2 separate regions of the Gossypium hirsutum genome follow, and region 1 is linked to region 2. The links are chromatin contacts, called in public Hi-C maps. All regions are on one chromosome and are shown on one strand. The core of a region is the stretch at or near the end of the contact, and the rest is flanking DNA. Distances in the headings are between cores, read along the strand shown.

Region 1 (4,445 bases), core at 497-2,996, 240 kb before region 2:
ATGACTCGAAAATATTAGTGATCAGGACAGAAAGGGCTTCAAAATGTAACCTACAACCAAACAAAGAACCAAGGCTTGAAGCCCCTACCCCTTTGGCTAACATGGTTTAAAAAATCTGGCAGAAGGACAAGAAAATATTAAATCTCAAGATAAAAGCTGAAGGTATTCAAGAAAAGATAACCACTAGAAAGTTGTGAAACTCATGAAAGGAAAGGAAATAAATGTCATAGCTTTAATTAAATCAAGTAAAAAGGTAAAATTATCCCTACTCACTAAAACAATGAAAGCAAAGCAATACAAACATACTTCCATTGTTAAATTCTTATTAGACATAATTTAGTGGAGTCTTAGCCAATAGGAATGTATTCCTTGTAACTCAGAAAGCATATGGCATTCAATATATAGATATGCATGCTTGTAAATTCAGACAGTGAGAGAGGAAAACAAGTTCACGAACCAGACATCTATCTAACAACCACATTCAAACCCGGGTAAATATAAACACATCTTGATTTTGTACGGAAGACAATAGAAAGAAAAGGATCTGAAGGCATGGAGGAGAATAAGAATCCAAAGCTGTGAGAAAAATGCTAAAGGAAGGCCGTCTTTATCCCCCTATTGCACAGTTTCTTCGGAATTAACAGGATCAATTAAGTCAAAGTACTCATATTTTGATAGAGAATCACCATTTCAAATTTCCATAAAAGTATGTACCAAGTACCATTCCAGTCATCAACAACATAAAGAATCAAAATCAATCACCCAAATCAACATTCAAACAAAATCAAGGAAAGGGGACAAGATCCAATAACCGGCCATAAAGAGCTCCAAAATTATGAGAATTCTTATCCAATATTAGAAAGTTATTCTTTTTACAGTATTTTCTGAAAAAAGAACACAGCCCAAAATGGAATTCCTACTGACTAAAAGATGTAGACTTTCACAACTCTCTAAGAAAGGCATCATACAATAAAGAAGACATTCCTGCTACATTCACTTAAAATCTGGAGAACCAATTTTGCAGTCCAAATCAAAGAAGCAACGGATACCTATTCTAATTGTTCACCAAGAATTGATCAAATGGAGCAGATCTAAGAAGGAAACTTATATTACAAGCTTAATGAGCTCACCTAAAGGAACTTCTCTTTTCTACCTAGAGTCCAAATTATAAGATTTCGATTACATTTTTAACGTTTTTCAAAAACAAACCAAATGATTGTAACTTTTGTAGTATAAGAATATCAAAACCTTCCATTTTTAACAATAAAAGAAGCAAATTTACAGGCTGAACCACAAAAACAAACGATACCCAGATCTCCATTTGGAGTAAAAACCAAGAAATTGGGAAGATCTGAGGAAAGAGCAGAGATTAGTGTTGTTTTGTTGGGGTAGAGGACACAACTAAGAAGAAATAAAATGGCAGCATATGTAAAAGAAAAAAACAAGGTAAAGTAAACAAATACCTGAAGTAAAAGAAGAAAGAATCGATGAGGAAATGAGGAGATTTGGAGACATTATGGTTAGAGGAAGAAAAGAAAAACAGATACGGAGAAGAACAGGGAAGAATCCTTCCAACAAAAGTCCCACATTGTCTTTAAAAAGTCCTAAAAGATATTTTTACTGTTATCGTTTGTTGTTCATTTCGTACTCTCATATATATCATAACACCATATCGCAGCAATTTTTTTTTTCTTTGGTAGTACATCGCTGCAATTTTTTTTCACTATTTAGTTCTTACAGGAGTTAGTTGTTATTAGGTGAGATGATTTCACGAGAACTCGAAACTCCATGACAAATTCAGTCCATGAAAATTACTTAAAAAAATTATTTAATAAAATAAAAAATATATTGAAAATAGGGTAAACTATAGAAAACTTCACTCAACTATATTTGTATTCCTGTTTTGATCAACTAATTTTAAAAATTTTAAATTTAGATACTAATGTTTGAATTCTTTTTTATTTTGATCACCTACCATCAAATTGATTACATAAAGTCTTTTTCTAATTGGTATAATAACACATTTAGTCTTCAATACTTACTTATTCTATCAATCTAATTATAATTCTAAATAATTCAATAAATTTAACCCTTAAAATTTTTAAATTCTATCAATTTGATTTTCAAACTTCCTAACTAAAGCTTTCAATTTTTAAAATAGAGGTATTTCATATCTATTAATTGTTTTATTTATGGTTAAAATTATTCAATTCGATACATAACCCTTTTTGTTTATATTTGTAAGAAGTTAGTGTTAGAATTTAACTAAATGCCATTAAAAATAATAGAACATATAAATTTTAAAAATACAATATATAATAAAATTATATAAATATTTTAATATTTTAAAAAATTATTTTTCACTCTGGGTAGCATAATTTTAGTTTTAATTAATTTAGTAAATGATTTGACACTAAATCAGGTCATCAGTGATACGTATTGCTCATTGTGGATTTCAAAATTAAAAAAATAAAAATAAATAAAAACTTAATAATCTTGTATTTAGCTTATAAAATTTTTAAAAAAATTCATTACCAATGTAACAAAAGGAAATTCAATTAATTCTTTCAATTTTTTATTAAAAATAAATTTTAATAATTTTTTATATAATTATTTATTAAACAATTGAATTTTTCAAAGTAATATTTTTAACTCTCGATTTAATTTTAATTTCAATTTTAAGGACCAACTTCGAGGATTATTTCTATGTACCTCGAAGGAAATATCATATTGTTAACAACAATAATAAATGTAAAGTTTTTTTTAAAGTTTTTTCCATTGATTTAGTCAATTTTTTTATCAATTAAAGGATTATAAAATATTATATTTAGAAGAAAGTTGATAGAAAATGAAAAGGAAATAAAGTTTCAAAATAAAATCATTGGTATCAAGGATTTGCCCAAAAAACAACTCGTTGGTTGATAGTGTTATGAATATATAAATATCTTATTAAGTGGATGTTCATCAAAATCAAGATAAGTTTGGAGAAGCTTTGTAAATATTTTCATTGATTAATAAATACGCTCTTTCTTTTTCTCTCTTATTTTCTTTATTCTTTACTTTCTGTCTTTTTATTTTATAAAACGTTATTAGCACGATTCTCTTTTAATTATTTTTTTCCATAAGTCAATTTTTTTCCCTTTCACCAAGCCTTACCCCTTTCAAGCAACAACCAATGTAATAACCTGTCACTCAAATTTGCTACTCAAGTTGTTGTCTATTGCCTTCTAGAGCTACTATTATTTCGACCTTCACTTAAGGCCTACGCATTATGGGTAATCATTATGCAAAGAAATTTATAAAATCATTACATGATATGTTTTTCTCCTTTGTTGATTGATTTTTGGTAAAATTATTTTATAAAAAATATTATTACTTTAAGGTTTCTTTTAAACTAAAGATTTTTTTATTAAATTATAGTATGTATGATATTTGGATGATTAAATGATTATATTATTATTATTAAATATGCTTAAAATTATTGTATTATATCTTTTAAATTGAATTTATAAATATTTGATTAGAGCATCATAAGATTTTATAACATATATGTGGTATTGAAGTTTGGTACAATGTGTATAGGATAACTTTCAAGCATCGTACACGAAAATTTTGATTTTGTTTATTAAATGATTTTTTTACTATTGTATTATAAATGTTATTACGAAAATAAATTGTTTTACTACTTATAATAGTACTCTTGATAATAGTCAGGATGATAATAATAATAATAATGTTAAAGAATGTCATGTATATTTTACAATGATTTATTTATTATATCATGTTTATTATAATTGGAGACTAATCATGATAGATAGATTTTGATTTGAAATCCAAGCATGTTTTGCAATGGTGATTATAAAATAAAAAATCAATGGAGACATTTAGAAGTCTGTCCTACCATATTTGTTGCATTCCCCAAAGTGAATGCCAACATAAAGAAAATAAAATATATAATCATAAACAACTAAAAGTGAGAACTTATTAATAAATAAGAGAACAATGAGAGTTCTCAAGATAACTCTTTAAAGGGTAAAGATAACTTATGTTATCAATGTGATATGAAAGATTATTGGTCAAATATTTTGTTTATGTTAATATTCTTTGAGGAAAAATATGAGAATGTAGTAATGAATTCTATCATTACAAATAAAAAAAAATTATATGATTTTGTACTAAAACAAAAAAAATATTATTCCAATATTTGATAGTACAAAATTAGTTGAATGCTCCAGAAGAGTTAATATATCAATATCTAAAAGAACAAAATTGTGATTGTTAATGCATTGGTTTTAAAAGATATTCATCGTAATGGATCTCATATTGAGATTGTGAATGAGAAAAAAATTACATTTCATATGAATCACTATTGCTATAAATATCTATTTTGAAAAGATGAAAAAAAAAGGGGAGGATTGAGTTTTTGATTACTCTTGTTATTAAAT
Region 2 (4,379 bases), core at 1,256-3,755:
TATTTTGAATGCCTTGTACTCCCTTCATCACATAATACCCATCCCTTTACCATTTTAAGATGCCCCAAAACAAGGCAACTAACAAAAAGAATCAAAGCCTACGCTATCAAAGAAACCTACACTATCATTTACCATGGAAAAAGGACAAAATTATCATCAAAGGGACCTTTTTGAACTCGAGTGGAAATGCAGAGTTATCTGGCAGGACTAGTGCATTTCAAGAACTTGTGCAAAAAGACTCCATGTGTTGCAGAATGGAGATTAATAACTAGAACGAACTTTTTGTTTCATTTCATTAAGCTCTTGTAGTGGCATTTGGGACTCTACCTCAATAGTTAAAACACATGGACGAAGCCACATACATCATCATCCATTGATTATCACAACAATATATTCTAGGCATGGTAAAAGATATAGGCAACTATAAGCAAATTGGTCTTATTTAATAGAAATTAATTAATAGTCATTCTGAACTTTATATTATTAACTATTAAACGGCCAAATTAGAATCAACTTTCATTTGCCATGTTTGTTTCTTGAATAATATATCAATGCATCCATCTTTTCTTACACTTAATGCTGCCCAATACCACTCAGCATCTGACCATAATTCATATTAGGAGCACCATTAATCCTCTGATAGCCAGCTATTTAAGATGCTTCCATCATGGTTAACATATACCTTTGGCAAAAGCATTATTTAGTGGGAATTTTATTTTATTTTTTTATAATTTCTAATTTCGAAGTAAGATAACCATGCTAAAACAAAAAAAAAGTACCGATGCTTATGATAATAACTTACAACGCACAAACATGCATAGCGTATAACTTCAATAGAAAGTGTAGTTACATTATGACAGGAGGATAAAAACTCACCGGATATTGATCATAAATGCAATCCCTACGACCTTTTCCGGGCGCCAGAGGGTGAGTGTGCTCCTTAACAAATTTCGTGACAACCCATTTGCCGGAACTTACTTTCCTCACCAAAATCATTGCCCTGCATCCAACCCTCGTCTCTGCCCTTTGCCTCACAATTTTTTCTCGCTTGTCAGGCATTCTAAAACCTTCTTTGTTGCAAACAAGTGCCCTACCAATAGCAGATCCATCACGCCTTGAACGGGAAAGTTTACTTACCCGAATGATGAATCCCACCCTTGTGGCATACGCATTATAAAAAGCATGTGCAGCTGCCTCAGATTCAAATTCCTGACCCACGTAAGGCTCATCAGCCGGAATACCCTCTGGGATGTCATCCCTTCCTGGAGAAATTTGCTCCACTTTTTCATTCAATTCCTGTTGAAACGTTTCTTCAACAGGATTTTCTCCTGTTTCATTTTCATTTTCCATGCTACTAGCCTCTGCTTGGACGGAATTCAGTACCATGTCACCATTAACATCACCATGAACCCCAAGCTCCACTGCAAGAACAAGCCTTTTTCTAATTATTGCTAGCAGATGAAAAGATAAGAATGCAAATATACAAAGTTAAACTTTATATTTCCTATTGAGGTCCAAAAGTTCTTGGCACATTGAAATTAACAGTTACCAATAGACCATCTAGTTACCGATCAAACTTTATATTACAAAGCAATATAACATTATAACTAGTGGTTGTTTCAAACTTTTTTCTTCTCTTGCTTCCAGATTCCAACCAATCATCAAGAGCATAGATTGGATCCACGATGAAAATAAAGGAATAGAAAACAAAAATAAAATTTACTTAACACAATGCTCCAGAATAGAACCTACAATGAGTCTTACAACCAAGAACCATGTTGCTACAACTCTTAATTTTTCTAGGAAGAAACCGTGTCCGATGTATATACAGACTCCAGTATGGTGACAGAAGTTTACAAAGACCCTACAAATATATGAAATTATTATTATTAATATTATTATTATTATTATTATTATTATTATTATTATTGGTGGTGGTTGTTGGGGGGGAGGGGGGGTGGGCTACCAATTAACATAGGCCAAAATAGATAAGGCATAAAGGAAGCATATTTCTTGTTTCTAATACTTAAGTGTAAATTATAAACTTCTTAAGAATGAAATAATAAAAAGAAAAAGGAACAAAAAGAAAATACAATGTTTATTTCTCGAGTCCTGATTGGAGTTAACTCTGGAATAATTCAGCTCTTTTTTCCTCTTTTATATAAAAAAATTTCCTTTATTTTCCTACCCCCAAACAGGTTTTGATCACAAATTTACTTGATATCATCAATTAATTCTACAACCTAAGGCCCTAATGCTATACTTGCAAATATTGCATTCTTAAAAGGGGGGAATTTAAAAAAAAATACCAGAACGAACAAAACAAATTAAAACCTAATAAAAATTGAAACTCTAAAGTTTCTCGCTTCCACTTGCATTTTCCCGGCATCCAAACAGAGTAAATTAATAATTCAAACGAAAAAAAAGAGCATGTTCAACAATTGGGACTCCGAATCGAACATTAATAAAAACCTAATCAAATTACTGAAATATATAACTTAAATTGACTAAGAATTAAAACTAAACAAAAAAAAGAACTTACTAGAAATTTCAGCCTTAATGAGATGAAATTGTGACAATCGATTAGGATTTAGGTAAAGGAAAAGAAGGGGCGAGACTTTTGGGGTGCGAGATCAGGGTCGAGAATTATAGGGACGCAAAAGAATGTGACGTGGCAAGCGTAGATTGGTTTCAGTAAATACAAAGTCAAACATTTTTTATACTCAAGTTGAATGTTGACACGTGTTTGTTAAGTAGACTATGCCTCAAGCCTATACCTCCAAAGTCCATTCCGTTTTCTTTTTTCGCGGTTTACGGAAAGTTTGATAAACAGTTTATGAATATTTTAAGTTAAATAAATTATTATAAATAATTTTTTAAATATTTATATTATTATTTAAGTGATTCCATCAATACCAACTCCATCAAAATAATTATGAAAAATTGTTCTGTAATTAAAAATTCTGAGGTTGAATTTGAATTAATATTATTTAAGTTAATAAAACATTAAATTTTACTACTAAACCAAAATTTTATTCTATCATAATATTTATATTTTAATATTATACATATTTTATTATCTCGATTAATTGTATTTATACTTGCTATTTATAAAGCCCTTTTATCGAGTTGGTGTCAATCATTGGACCCCAATTCAATTAGGGAATTATCAAAAAAAATTTATTTGCAAAGTTATATAATTATGTAGGTGTTTTTGACATTTTATATTTTTATAAAGCGCAAACTACACAAACGGTCATTTAACAATAAAAAATTTTCATTTTGGGCACCCAAAATAAAAATTTTGCAATTTAAGCACCCACATTATGTAGTTTGGCCATTCTGATCATTCACATTAAAATCACAAACGATAAGCTGACATGGTAGTTAAAAAAATCGGTATAATAACAAGTTTAGCTCTCAACTTTTACATAATATATTGATTTAATTGTAGCCTCTCCAACTCGACTTAGACGTTATGATCAAATCATGAAAGATTACATTGGCCACATCATGAAAGATACATCAACCATTGAAATAACTCAGTAAAACGTTTAGTTTCAGTATTCATCAAAAATCATTTTTATTTAACCAACTTGTCTGTCAATCAAAAAATCATAGTTTGCTTTTAATGAGTTTTTACCAAAACATTATCATTTCAGTTCGGAACCGATTTAGAAATCAAATCGCTAGGTTTGAAGTCGTTATATAATATATATAATATGTTGGGATAAAAATCGAATTATGTTGGGATAAAAATTAGCATTTTATTCTATAATATATATAATATGGTTGATAACTTAATTCTAAAGTGTTATTCATTATTTTAAAATTTAAACACTACTTAATCATTATTAAACACATTATCTATCATTACTCGATTTAAATGATATAATGAAATAATAAAGTCTAAACTAATAAAATAATCAAGTCCATGCCACAGTCGTTTGCACCAAAACAAAACCATGCAAAAATATGAAATAAGTTGGAAATAAAAATAAATATGTTTTGTGTTATTTTTGGTAAAATTCAACGCCGGTCCTCTAAATGCCAAGTCCGAGCCCTAACCTCACGAGTTATCTAGAATGATGGAAAACTAAAGAATGAATTGTGAAGCTCAATGTGGTCTTAACACAAAAACATATTTAATATAACATTCAATTGTAGAAAACATAGCATAACAGTTTATTAGCCTAAATCTACAGTGTGGCTTGGTCGTGTGACCCAAGTCAGAGAGTTACATGAACACAAAAATAGGAACACGGGAGTGTGGCTTGGCTGTGTGACCCAAGTCAGAGAGTTACACAGGCACGAAAACAGGCTAGGACACAGTTGTGTGTCCTTATTTCGATTGTTACACGGCCTGAGGCACAGGCGCG

Evidence for each region. Hi-C and Micro-C count contacts between places; a contact is called where the count stands out from the background.
Region 1: a Hi-C map of leaf shows a contact between it and region 2, with 2.6 times the contacts expected there. The contact joins the promoter of LOC107952053 here to the promoter of LOC107894142 in region 2. A contact is called at or near these places in 4 of 34 Hi-C or Micro-C datasets (callus, leaf and petal).

The regions. Positions count from the first base shown.
Region 1 is chrA02:28,085,327-28,089,771 of Gossypium_hirsutum_v2.1, reverse strand. LOC107952053 reads right to left here and starts at 1,746. Exons shown (of 6, transcript XR_005903601.1): 1 at 1,464-1,746.
Region 2 is chrA02:27,846,383-27,850,761 of Gossypium_hirsutum_v2.1, reverse strand. It overlaps LOC107894142 (protein FAR1-RELATED SEQUENCE 12), which reads right to left and starts at 2,505. Exons shown (of 4, transcript XM_016819364.2): 1 at 2,335-2,505; 2 at 877-1,421. The coding sequence starts at 2,389.